Linked DNA regions of Mus musculus: region 1 is linked to region 2. Evidence: chromatin contacts called from public HiChIP or PLAC-seq data. All regions are on one chromosome and are shown on one strand. Each heading gives the region's core, a stretch centred on a gene start, on an enhancer-like site or on the middle of the called end of the contact. The rest is flanking DNA. Distances are from core to core; before and after follow the strand shown. Region 1 overlaps Kalrn (kalirin, RhoGEF kinase). Region 2 overlaps Kalrn (kalirin, RhoGEF kinase).

Region 1 (6,982 bases), core at 1,258-3,757, 94 kb before region 2:
ATCTTTTTCAGAATCTTACAGTTGAGAGGTGCTCCTGGGAAGGGGATATCTCAGATGGGCCCACAGGGTACCTCTTTGGTCCGGATGCTACCCTTCTCCTTTCCACCATGTGTGCTCTCATGTCTGCCTGCATTTGGACGATGATGTTGCTTTTCTTTTTCCTCCATGCTGATGGTTTAGGCAAGCCACACAGTTGATGGAGCCCCGTAGGAGGAGCTAGTCAGTTGGGGCTTCCTGAGTCCTGCATTGGAATGGAAGTCAGTCAGATTTAACTCTTTGGTGCCTTCAGGAAGATGAGCCTCTGTGAGCAATGGTGTCATAGTTCCCTGGGTTTGAATCTTGACCCTGCTGCTTGCAAGCGGGGATGGTCTGAGTACAGCCCAAAATTTAGCTCATGAATTATAAGAACTGAAGGAGGGAACCTACTAAGAAACAAGGGTCCTTTTCCATTTGGGTGTGGAGGCAAAATTATCCCAGAAAATGCCTGTTAGTGCTGGTGATAGAGCATCATCAATATGCAGGCAGGCAGACCGGAGGGAATAAAACAAGCAACATTTAGCAGTTCTGATGTTTCCAAAGCTTCCAGTGATGACTAAAAAGCTCCAAGTTCAGCAAGGAAGTCTGTGGTTTCCAACTGTTCTTAAAGCAGGGTAGATATCCTGAACAAGTACAGGAGTATTTTCTGATGTAGGGCAAGTCATGTGAACAATGAAACCTATTAGGTGGGTAGGAAGGGGAGACCCGAGGAGTGTCTGGTGAAGGTGCTTTCCCAGCGTCTAAGGCATTTTCTCTCTTCCTTTATTTTCCACCTTAAAAAAAAAATGTGTTGGATTTCACAGCTGATTCCCCAGTTTCCCCGTGTTCATCTCCTTCTAGATACCCCCACACAGCATCCAGATTATCTCAGTATGCGGCTCAAGGAGTGGGAAGGCCAGGATGCAGAGGGAGAATGACAAATTCAGGGGCTCCTCCAGGTCATGAAAGCATTGGGGTGGGGGTCTCTGACAGCCAAAAAATAATAGCATCCCCAAAAGGTATCCAAAGATCAGAAGCTTGGGCAGCCCCAAAATCACACTGCTGGTGTAGCTCATGAGTTCAGCCAACCTTTCCTTGCTCCTTGACACGGGGCGGTCGATACTTCATGAGGCCTTGAGTTTGTTACCTTTGTCTGCCCTCAGTAGGCAGCTGGCATCTCTCATCCCCGTCCCTGGCCTCTCTGCCCTGGAAGTCTGCAGTCTCAGACACGATCTTGGACTTAGAAGCCTCCAGAAAAACAATCGATGAACAACCATTAGATTAATAAGAAATAAATGAGATGAAGTGTTCGCATCCTGTGTGAGCAGAGGCCAGTGAGGCTCAGGGGCCTTCTGGGTGTGCGTTTCAGAAAGCCCCAAAGTTTGTTGCTTGAAAAAGGCAAGGATGAAGCAAATCCATGCTTTCTTAGAGCACAGTATTTCAAAGCAGCCTCCTCTGCTTCAGACCCGAGAGAAGACAAAGAGGGATACATCCTGGCTGGAGCTTGAGGCTAACCCTTGGGAGAAGACCCTCTAGGGTAGGGGTGTGTAGGGACAGAAGTCAGGACCAGCTTCACATCTGCCCCAACTCCTCACCTATTAACCCAGTCATTTGTCTTCTGAGCATACATCTAAGGACCTTCTGAGTTCTTAGACTAGTCGCGTGGAATAATCTCTGCGACTGAGGTACAGGCGTGAGTGTTTAAAATGTTTTTCTGTCTGATTTTACTGTCCGGTCTGAGTAGCCAACCTCTTTAGAATGCCTGGACCTGACTTCCAGTGCAATTCACTGCCCTGTTTTGGTTAAAATTGTGCATACATTCCCAGTGACACAGTGAAGATGTGGCTTGCAGCCCTTGTGACTTGCTGGCACATTGTGACCCTTTGCATAGGTGCTTATTGGACAGCCATCATGTGCCAGTGTTGGAGTGACACTGAGAGATTAGCCTGACGGTATCCCCGGGAAGTAAATTAATAGATGTTCTCCGTTTGCTCGCATGTTTATCTAGAGAGGCAGGAGTTGATGAATGGCACTTTCTGCAATTTATTCTGTCTTTTCCTTCAGTAGAAAAGAAGCAGTGACCATATCTGTGCATTTCAGTTAAGTGGAGATGCATCCAGTAGTGGGGGAAAAAGAGAGACGAGGCTCAGACAAACAAGGAGGGATGCCAAGGGACAGAGTGTCCTCCTGGGGCAGGTCTTTACAAACGCACCCATTAAGTTGTCTAAACTGTGAAAAGGTAAAAGTAAATAATATGTCTGTTTAAATCTTTAGGTTGTCAGCAGGTAATTAAGCTCCCATGAGGTGTCTGGTCATATTCAAGGCCCAGTGGACATGGTCCTAGCACTGAGAGAGTTTGAATCTAAGTGAGGAATTGAAGTCAGGATGCAAAGCACAGAGACTTTAAACCTTGATTGTTAACGTTCCCCTGGCTGTCTTGGAGGAAGGAGGTGCCGAGTGGAGCTCCCTGTCCACTGCAGAGCTCTGCCAAATGCTTGCTGCCAGCTAGCGGTGAGGGGGACAGAAATGGAAAGGCTGTATTTAGAAACTTCACACCAGTTTGCAAAGTAACGTGTCTGTTGAATCTAAAAATTAAGAAATTAGAGCTTAAATGTTGTTTTTAAAATTAACACTCCTCTGGCAGTGTTATTTAATTTTTTCCACTAAAGTATTAGTTGATGACAGATTGTAATAAAAGAAAAACAACATAAAAATTCAAACTGATCATTCATTGAAGTTTCACTTGAGGAGTCCTGGGCTGAGGTAACTGGATAACAGAGATGTCTAGGCAGGTTAGAGAGGTGCCAGAATATAGAGAAAGACAGACAACTTGTCACTGAAAAGCAAGGAAGAATGTGCCTTGAAAACCCAGACCTTTTCCTGCCCAGAGTTCTAGGACCATAAATAGTTTTGGTGGATGCTGGTCTTTCTCATGTGCTTCGTACTAAGTTATTTATTGACACATTGGTAGTAGCACCTGCCACCAGCATCCTTTTGCAGCAGATGGAGGAGGACAAATTATGTGCCCAGGTCCTACAGCTAGGAAGTGGTGGCTTCTATTTGAGAACCAGGTATGTTGGATTCTAAGTCCTGCTGGTTTAACTCCCCACCTGGGCAGACCCTCCAGGTTACAGGGAGCACAGGCAATGTGCACTGAGCCTCCAGATATCCCAGAATTGGAATAAGGAACAGGCACTATACATATTCAGATGTATGGTGCACAGTATGACAAGTTCTCTGTGAGACAGTAGAGTGTGAGCTTTTGCCTGAAGTTTCTGCTTTCAGGTGTTTTTTTTTTTTTCTGTGCATATTTCCAGAAGTATTGGAGTGGGTAGACTCACCCAAGGTTAGGCCTTTTATTAGACTTTGAACTGTCACTGAAATCTCATCTATCTATTTAAAATCTTTTTTTAAAACCTGAAATAATTAGATCCATGGGAAGTTCAAAGAAACAGATGAGGAAGCCTGATGAACCCTCCATCCCGCATCCTTTCCTGTTAACACTTTACTCAATGAAGATACAAACTCGGAGACAGACATGGGTGTGATGTTCAGACTTACCCATCGATTTTGTCTTTTGTATTTTAGGAGAAGAATCAAGGATACCTCTAGGTGCAGAAAAAGTAGGCTTTTCTGGAAGCTGGGCCACATCGTGACGTTCTAGGGGACTAGTGTGACACTCTTATATATGAGTAGCATGTTATTTAGCCTCCTATCTTAGCATCTGAGCACCATGAGGCACGTGGTTTGTTCACAACAAATGCTTTGTCTTGAATGCTTGATTTACTAAAATGTGCATACAAGCATAATGGTTTCCTTCCATATTGCTGGGCATCCATTGTGAAGGGGGAGTGAGATTCTCCCACCTCTTACTGCTCTGCAGGGCATCACTGGAACTAGAGATGTGTGTGTTGGGAAGGGACACACACACACAGGAGAAGACACTGCAGTCTGGTATGGAAGCTACGTGACAAAGAAGTAGTTATCTCCACTGGGCTGGACGTGTTTGGTCAATAGCGAAAGGCCATCAAGAATGGAAGTGACTCATGAACTTGTAAGATGGCTTCAGTGCAAGTCTCTGCCTTGTGATTAAGATTTGCAGAACAGGCCATTACAAGAAGAGCACTGGAAGGCAGGCCAGGTTCTGGTTGTAGGGGGATTCTTGGGATCAGAAGCTTCTGTGGAACCTTGTTATGGAAGAACAGCTGTGGGCTTTGAAAAGACTGTTGGCTTTTTGATAGGAAAGTTTTTGGAAGCCTGATGAAGAGCTCCTAACCAGGCTGGTGAGGTGGCTCAAAGGGTAGAGAGCTGCCAAGCCTGACGACCTGAGCTGGGTCCCAGAACCCACATGGTGGAAGGAGAACCATCTTCCAAAAGGCATCCTTTGACCTCGACACCTGTGTTGTGACATCACTCCCTGATCAACATATAATGTAGTGAAAATAAGCCACTCAAACCCTCCTGTGTGACTTGTCTATCTAGGGAGCATCAGAAGTGAGCTCTTGGGTTATCTTTCAGGCAGCGTTTGGGGACATCAGCCCTGGAGAGGTGGGCTCTGATGTAGGCGACAGGTATTAGTTATGTTAATCAATTACTGAAATTAAGGAGACGATTATCACAGTTTCTATTCCAGGAAAGGGGAGCATGCATTGATTTAATTAGATTAATTCTGGGCAAAATAGCAAGAAAGGGGGAGGGGGCAGGTTCTTATGCGACACCACCTGAGGTTATTGTATATTCATACATTATTAGCTTATATTAATATAAGGGATGAATTCAAATGACATTTGCTCTTATTTCATTCTATCTGACAAGGAAGCCACAGAATATTAACCTCACATATATTTTTTTAAACACTCAGAGGAAACTCCGTAGTAAGACTAGAGAAAGGACTAAAATTTAATACCTACTGTATGTCACAATGTTTTATTATTTTTACAATAACTTTGACAGGAGGATATTATCTTTGTGTGTGTGTGTGTGTGAGAGAGAGAGAGAGAGAGAGAGAGAGAGAGAGAGAGAGGGAGGGAGAGAGGGAGAGGGAGAGAGAGAGAGAAAGGAGAGACAGGCAGAGGGGAAAGACAAATATGCAGAGACAGAGACAGACTGACAAACAGGCAGGCAGGTAGGCAGACAGACAGATGACTACTCACTGAGTAGCCCAGGCTGGCTTTGAACTCCAAATCTTCCTGCCTTTGCCTCCTGAGTGCTGCCATTACAGGCTTGTACCATCATAGCTGGTTTATCATTGTTACATTGTAACCAGAGAAACCGATACTTAGAGCAAAGAAGTAACTTTTTCTGAGGCTCAGCCGTTAGGAGCCACTTATGCTGGGCTTGGAAGTATGGGCAGCCCACTTCCTCTAGCCGGACTAAAGCCCATTGTGTCCTGAGCAGATTTCAGAACACCGTCTCTGTGATCACAGGTGTCAGTTCCCAGTCTGTGGGAGAGCCTGCCTAGATGGTAAGGGTTTCCATCATTGCTGATGAATCCTTTCTGAGGTAGAGTTGACTGAAGCCTTCAAGCCATTGCTGCATCAGCCCACTTAATCAGCCCCAATCCTTACCTGCATCCACACCTTTCTGTGTGATTTAGTGAGGTGCAGTCCCAAAGGAGATGCCTATCCTTGAGCTGTGGCACAGTTTGCAGCTTGACTGATAGACAAGGTCTACAAATACTAGCCTGATTTTCTTCAAGTTTTAGGACTGTGTTCTTATCAGGGACTGAGAAATCCAGGGAACCTCAAAGCACAGGGGATGAAGCATTGGTTAGAATGTGCTCTGGTGTTGTGCTTTGTGCACAGCCATGTGCCTCTGTCTCTAAGATATGCACTGCAGTGTCCCTACCACCCCCACCATAATAATAATAAGGAAGAATGACAACCATCTGCATTTCCTTTTTAGGATTAGCATGAAACTCAGATGATCCTAGGATCTAGGAGACTTGGTAAGCCATGAGGCATTATATATGTTTGAGAGAATGACCTGACCCCCTAAAAAGCCTTCCAGAAGGGCTGAAAGCCAGTAAACACAGCAGAGTGGGAAACACCAGTTGGTTCTGACCAGCTGAGCTCCATTTCATGAGGGGCCAGACATAGTCTCTGTGACCCCCTTTTTCTTGACTAGTGTGGCCATCTTTCTTGGCTTGCATTATTGAGATAATTACTCTCAGTCTCCCTTCTCTCCCCATGGAGCACAAGGCTGTTAGACCTGAACTATAATCACTGGCTGAAGCGATCCACAGATTTTTGTCTAGGTGGACTGTGTTTTCCTCAGCTTAATTTCTCTTCTAGTTATATAAATATTAGGGTTTTTAATCTTTATTAGGGGGTGTTAGCCAAGAAAAATGGTACTTAAAGTCTCACTATTAACATGGGGGAAAAGCAAAAATAAACTAAGCGAAATTGAACAAATTTGATGTCCCAAAAGCTCCCAGTAAAAACTAAAAAGCCTCTAATGTATTTGTGTTCAATAAATAAGACTGTGGCTTCAAATTCTTTTTGGAAAGAGGGTCATATGTCATAAATAAATCAGAAGGCAAGATTTCATTGTAGAAAAGAAACCTGGAAATAAGCAGAAGCTGTCAACTTTATTTCATATGGTACATTTGGATCTGCAAGACAGTTTTCGAGCGACTTCCCCCACAGACGCTTATTTCTTTAAATTTATTATATGTTTATGTTTTCTGCATATTATGAACTTTTACTGGTGTATATGTAATATACAGAAAAGTACACTAACCTGTGAAGTCTGATGAGATTGCTCACACTAAGGATGCTTGACAGCCAGTATGCATAGAACAACCCAGTCAAAAAATGGTGTATAAAACTAAACAGAGAATTCACAACTGAGGAATCTCCATTGCTGGCGGGATTGCAAACTGGTACAACCACTCTGGAAATCAACCTGGAGGTTCCTCAGAAAATTGAAAATAGATTTACCTGAAGACCCAGCTATACCACTCTTG
Region 2 (6,641 bases), core at 371-2,870:
AGCTCGGGTGTGGTCTTTAACATCTCATTTAAGCTGCTGGAGTCCATAGCTCTTCCCGAGCAGGCTGATTAAGAGGCTGAAGTGTGTCCGCTGTAACCTTGATTAGGTAAACTTCAATGTCAGAAGAAATAAGACCCAGTGCATTCAGGCCTTCCTGACGTTCATGCTAGGTAATCAGGGTGATTTGAATTTAGCCAGGACTCATTCAGTGGGTGTGATGGAAACAAGGAGCAGCATCCTTGAATACAGATGCTGAGCAGCAGTAAGGGGGTTGCTTTTCTTCCTTGGCAACAGATTTGGTGCTGTTCCCTCCCCCCATTTCAGGGACATTGCCAGCACATTTCCCATTCATTACTTCCCAGAATCATCATTGGTTAGGTTTTTTGCTCTGCCCTTCGTTGGCCTTCAGAGTAGTGTATGCTCTCAAGCATCCACGAGATACTGATGCTCCTGGACACTGGTTTTATACAGAGGCTGCCTTCCTTAAAGACTTTTGGCAACTCAGGTATGCCGCCACCAAGTGGTAGACTACCTTAGCTCTGCTGGTGGGAAGGCGAGAGGCTCCAAATTGTAATGTTCTCTCCTTGGTGCATCAGGTCTCATGTTTGCCAGCTCTACTTTAAACACTTTTATTAAATACTAAAATTTAAGTAACCATAGATAATTACTGTTTGTCCACTACAACATAGGTTTACTACAAGTTTCCTCTGATAAATGTAGTAAATTCAAATAAAATACTGCATGTGGAAATGGCTAGCTTAGACATACAATCGCCAGCTGAAACTAGGCATTTTATAATGATGTTATTTGGGGGGAAATCTGCTTAAAGAACATAGCATATATGTAATAATCCCTACCTTTCTTTTATAAAATCGTATTTTGAGCAGCTAGAGAAAAGCAGAGCTCAGCCACCGGCTTGCCTTCCTTCGTAGCAGAGCAGAAGTCCCGTGCTACCTCTCAGGGCGCCCACAGCTTTCATTCACTCTCAGCAGCCAGAGCTGGAGAGAAAGGCTTCATTTGTCTTTTCAAACCTTTCCTTCTAAACACTGTTTTTCCTCTTTGCACTCGGAAGGCAAGAACATGGGAGAAACAGCGCTCCCCAGGGCGTTTCTGTGTGTTGCTATCCTCTACTGAGAGCCGTTTGCCCACTGTCTCATGATGTTCAGAGCTGCCTTAGATAAGATCTGTTCCACACTTCTCCCTCATCCGTCCAGTATTGGATGAACATAAATTGAAAAGGGCCATTAAGCCTAGTTTGCCACAGATAGCAGGTCTAAGGTCAAGTCTTTTCATGAGGTCAGATTGTCCATAGGACATGAGTCCTTATGAGTAGAAAGCGTTAGCAGGGTTCTTACTACTTGTCTCTAAGTTTGCAGAGCACCCAGGTAAAAGAGCCTCACTCCTAAACTCCTCAGAGCCAGTACTAGGGAGTCATGCCAGCCTGAAGTCACCAGACTAAGCCTCCTTCAGGACATCTCCTGTCCCCTGTCAAGCCCTTTTCCGGCGGAAGCATGCAGAAGCCTGGAGGCACAGGAGTGGCCTGTCTCCCTGAGGAGGTGCTGCTGCTCCTAAACTGAGCAAGGATGACAGACCGTTCTCCCAGAGCCCAGACAGAGTACTCTGTCGTCAGTGTGGTGACTCAGCAGGGACAGATATGTTTCCGGATAATATACTGATGTAATCCCAGTGTGTGTCCTGATGGCCCCGCCTCTTCTCTTCTCCCAGAGCCTCCTTCTCTCCTAACTCCCAGTTCTGTTAGGTCACTTGAGGACCACGGCTGGCTTGGAGAGCTCCAAGGCCCTCATGCCGGAGCATTTTCTCCCTCACATCTCTCATACTGTTCTGTCCACAGCTGGAATTTTATCTGTTCCCATCACCCGTCATTCGTGTGCTGGGTTTTGGCGTGGTGCCTGAGCCAAAGTCTGACCCCGGTGTTGTGACACACCCCATCCTGGTTCTCTGTGGGAAGAGAACATCCTTGATTTCCAGATTGGGATACCGGAAATCCAGGTTTTCTAACTGGCCAGCTGAAGAGAAACTCCGTGTAGTAGACTTGCAGTAGGGCCAGCCCTTCCTCACACTGCCCAGCCCTGACTACCATGGAGAACTTTATCCGTTCTGTGAGTTCTCAGGACAGTTGCTTACATACACCAATCCCAAGGGGTTTGTCAAATGATCATATGGCCCTTTCTGCTCAATTGCAGACTATTTGGGAGAGTTAGGGGGCTCCAGGTTTTGCCTTCAGGAAGGCTCATGGTCTGGTTGTATTTCTGGAATCAGGGGGAAATATTAAACCAAAATGTGTCCAGCTTACTAGTCACATGGGAACTCTCTCTTGGCCTGTTACTCACAGGTGTGATTAGTAATTATGTTGCTTTCTTTAGGTTAAAACAGGTTTTTCCATCCTTCAGACTTGGTCAGACTGGCAGGTGAAGAGAAAGTGTAGGTGCAAGGCTCTGGTTTGCTGCAGAGGGAGAGGGAGGCAGAGGGGAGGACAGAGACATCAGTTTCCAGATTGTTCTTTTCTTTCTTTCCATCCACTGCTTTGGTGTCCATTTCCTTTCTGCTTCATGTTCTGAGTAACAGGAAGAAAAGGAGAGAGGTCATGCCCTAGGCAACCATGTCTGTTCCCATCCCACCTGCCCCTGAACTTGCGGCCTCCTAGCCTTGCAGATGGGCAGTGGCTGCAGTGTTCCTGAGTGTCCAAGGCAGTCTTCTCTCGGAGAGGGCAGTTCCTTCTTCCACCACATCTTGGGCCAGCTGCCGCTGCCAGTGTCCTTCCTCCTTTGTGAACAGAAGCTCCTTCAGAGTCCAGCTGAAAAGACCTTGCTAATGACAAAGGCTGCATGGGGTGGTGCCACAAGCTGGATGGCCTCTTGCAGGAGGAAGGGTGGTTTCTCCTCTGGGAGGCTGCATGCCTCCACTGCGCCCACCCTTCTCACACTGGTCCCAGAGCTCTTTGCAAGTCCCTTTACCAGGACTCTTTGAACATCTTCAGGATGGATAATCTTTTTCCTTTCTGGCCATACTTCATTTGCACATGTATGCTTGTTTAAAGGTAGCTTTAGAGATGGTGGAAGGATGAGAAGTTCTGCTGAGGACTGGGCCTTTGAGCTCCCACTTGATGATGGGGCTTGGAAATGCTGGGTGGAACCCTAAAGCCTGGGTCACTGCTGTTTAATATTCCACTTTTCCTCATTCAGGAAGAAACACTGAAGTGGCCACTCCCTGCTCCTGGCTTTTGTAAACAGACTCATCTGGGTGAAATTAGGTAATGCGTTTTAAAGAGTTAGAAAGCACCAAACTTCCTTAGTTGCCTTCTGCTTCTGGTTTCCCTGAGTATCTGACCAGAACACTAGTCCTGCCAAACCTGGGAGTGCAGCTGACAGGGCGTGCGTCCTTGTCCTGGAAGTGGACTGAAGCACAGTATACCTTAAATGCCTGTGCTAGAAGCAGTGGGGGCAGGGGGGAGGGGCAGGACAGCCCCACCCTACACCCTTCAATCAGAATCATCCAGGCTGTACAGTTTTGTAACATTGTAACACAACAGCTTACAGACTTGTATTAGTCTTCATTCATAGCTATCCTTGGTTGTTTGTAGCACATAGGCTGCATGTTACATTTAAGGTTATACATTTAGGGTAAAGCATCATCTTGTACTATACCCAGCGTCATCCTCTGACCCTCATAGAACAAGATTCAGAGACAAAAGATAGTTTGTTGCATGGCATAGAAAAGACACCAGCTGGGGATGAGATGGCTCAACAAACATGATGACCTGGGTACCATCCACAACATTTGCATTAAAAAAAAATGGAAGCAGAGAAAAGCTGATTCTTGGTGCTCTCTGGCCAGACAGCCGAGCCTATTGGTCACGCTCCAGGCTAATAAGAGACACTATCTCTAAAAAACAAAGTGCATGGGTAACCCTGGAGGAGAGATAACTGAGGCTGACCTCTGGCATCCACACATAGGAGCACATTTATGCAGGTGCACCCTGTTCCCCACATACATGGACATGTGACTATGCACAGACACACAAAACACTAAACCTTTAGTATAATAACTGGTATAGGAGACAGTCTTCCAATGAACCAAAACAAGAGCAAAAACCAAATATTTGGGTTAATTAGTATGGCTCCCTAGGTGGCCTCAGTGACATCTAAATCACACCCCAGTAGAACATTAGCTAATGGTGGCCTCACAGTGACCCGAAGGAGAGACATCTGTGGCAGGCATAGGAAGCCTTCTGCTCCTACTCTCCCCTTTGGACGAGCAGTCACGGAGAGGCCCTCTGAGCCATGATTGCTGACAGTGCTCCAGTGTTCTTGTTTATACAGATTAGAAAAGCTCAAAGCAAGTGCTAATGTGTCCTTAACAGTTTTCTCCCACACCTGCTGACTGCTGGTTATTTAGGAAAGCAGGTGTGGCCTGGTTTGTGGCAATCAGCAGAGAACTGGCAAGACCCAGTGAGGAGCGCAGAGCAGATTCAATGGATCCTGAGACCATAGCCAGGGTCTCCATGCTTCTGAGGATGATGTAGAATCCCAGCAGGGATGGATCAAGGGGAGCAGTTTCTCCCTTTCTCTTTCAGTTCATTCAGTTCGTAGAAGGATGGACGGAGCTTGGGAGCAGCAAGTAGAGAGCAAATGGCTTGTTTGAGGCTGCTGTTCTTTTCTTTCTCTGCTCTGTTCACTACTTATTCATGGTGATGTCTCCAAGCATAGAAGTCTAACCAGGAGCCATGGGTAAGACGTCTCCAGGCTCCTCTGTACCTAGTCTGCAGCTGGCATTCTTGTCTGTAGCTATAACATCGTAACAGTGGAGTGGCATTAAACAGAGAGTCCTTGGTGTGAATTGTCCTTCCTCTCTGAATTATTCCCTCAGTGACCAGGCTAGCCTTTGAATTTGTCACCAACATTTGATAACCTTATGAATAGGTCTGATTTACAGGTCAATTATGTCCCATCCCAACCCAACCCAAGCCCAAACACTGGTCTTTCCTGGACTCCACACTAGTATTCTAACACCCCATACACACACACACACACACACACACACACACACACACACACACACACTGCTAACCATCTTGCTAACAAAGCAGTCCTAGTAAGCAAAGGGCAGCTTTGCCTGCTCTGCTGGTCAGCTGGAGGGGAGTTTGCTGCTGATCTCTGCCTCCAGCCACCTCCAGGATAGACTCATGTTATCTCATGTTATATTTATTGCAGTAGCTAGTTACAGTGAGAATCTGCCAGACATTCGTGGGAACAGGGTGAATTTCAGGTGACATATTGACTGGGACAAAAAGAGTCAGGCCAGAGCACAGTGAAGACCAACTGATAGGTGCCTTACAGTGCCCCGTGGGGAAGTCAGGGTGGCCTCGTCCTGATTTGGGGCTTTTGCATTCACACAGGTTACACCAAACATCCATGACATTGTAACCATACAGTAGGAGTGATATTGCTCTGTACAGAGTTTCATGTGAGGGATAAATTACATATTGTATATAAAGTACTTACCATACACAGAACCTCAGATAATCAGTAAAAGCTATTTTTTAAAATTAGCATATGATGTCCCGTCTTTGCTGTTTCACGCTGCAGTGTTTGGGGTGATAATTGATGCCTCTCCAGCTTGTGGTCTTGTCTTCACAATACAGCACACTAGCCCCATATGACTGCTGGTCCCCTGCTTCCTCACTCAACTCCACTTTTCCTGTCTCCTGCTTGGTGGCAGAGCAACACACAGGTGGTCCTCACCTCTCCCCCAGGGTTTGGGCGTGGCCTGCTCTTTCTGCCTGAGTTCTTTTCTTGGTCTTTTCTCAGGGTTTAGATACCCAGATATGTAAATATCTGCTCTTCAAGTGACTTGCCCCAAGTATCTGACGAGTTCTTCCGTATTGCCCACTCTCTTTAGCACTGTGTAGCATCTAGCTCTCCTTCTAGAATATAATGTTCACGATTCTTTCTGCCTTTGTGCACATTTATATTCCAGATCCCTAGATTTAGGTCAGCTACAAAAATCAATACTCAGTAAGTACTTGTTGGGTGAATGAATCAATGGATAGTATGGCATATTTAGGTAATGGTATGTTCTTTATGAGCACCTTCTTAACTAGGTTCTCCTTTTTCCTTTATCATTGTGTGAGTGTGCATGTGCATATGCATGTATTCATATGTACAGCAATGTGTATGTGTGTGTTTGGCTGAAGGCCAACCTCAGGTGACATTCCTCAGTTGTCCACCTTGTTTTTTTGAGACAGGGTCTCTCAGTGGCTCAAAGGTTGCCAGGTAAGCTAGGCTGGCCAGCCAGCTAGCTCAGACGTTGTCTGTTCTCTCCTTCCCCAAACTAGGATTGCAGACACATACCACACTTCACGTTTTATGTGGATTCTAGGGGATCGAACTCAGGTCCTCATGCTTGTGCACTTTGCTGAACCCCAATCCTAAGTCTTCCCTGTGAAGCCATATCGATCTATAGAGGGACACAGGTATTGATCACTCAGAGCCTGTTCATAGTTAACTCATTTGACAGATGCCTTGCCAGGTAAGCACAAGGTTAGAAGACCTTCTTGACTGTGAGGGGAGTGGATAGTGAGAGAGGAGGACTTCCTGGAGGAAGAGCCTTGTACGTTGAGA

What was found. HiChIP or PLAC-seq counts read pairs in DNA pulled down with a chosen protein or histone mark.
Region 1: a contact with region 2 is called in an H3K27ac HiChIP or PLAC-seq map of heart atrium, with 7 read pairs. The contact joins two enhancer-like sites. A contact is called at or near these places in 3 of 484 Hi-C or Micro-C datasets (the N1E-115 cell line, cerebral cortex and nephron progenitors), 3 of 115 datasets of contacts at active chromatin or transcription factors (fibro-adipogenic progenitors, heart atrium and neural progenitor cells) and 2 of 9 other capture datasets (adipose tissue and pancreatic islet).

Annotation. Positions count from the first base shown.
Region 1 is chr16:34,462,371-34,469,352 of GRCm38.p6, reverse strand. All of the region lies in intron 1 of Kalrn (kalirin, RhoGEF kinase), which reads left to right. Among named protein-coding and RNA genes, the nearest start is that of Kalrn, 48 kb to the left of the region's middle. Within about 2 kb of position 2,507, at least 6 of the 459 cell types and tissues checked have an H3K27ac peak or open chromatin away from gene starts, as enhancers often do. A contact at or near this core is called in heart atrium, where this site is marked.
Region 2 is chr16:34,367,585-34,374,225 of GRCm38.p6, reverse strand. All of the region lies in intron 3 of Kalrn (kalirin, RhoGEF kinase), which reads left to right. Among named protein-coding and RNA genes, the nearest start is that of Kalrn, 140 kb to the left of the region's middle. Within about 2 kb of position 1,620, at least 71 of the 459 cell types and tissues checked have an H3K27ac peak or open chromatin away from gene starts, as enhancers often do. A contact at or near this core is called in heart atrium, where this site is marked.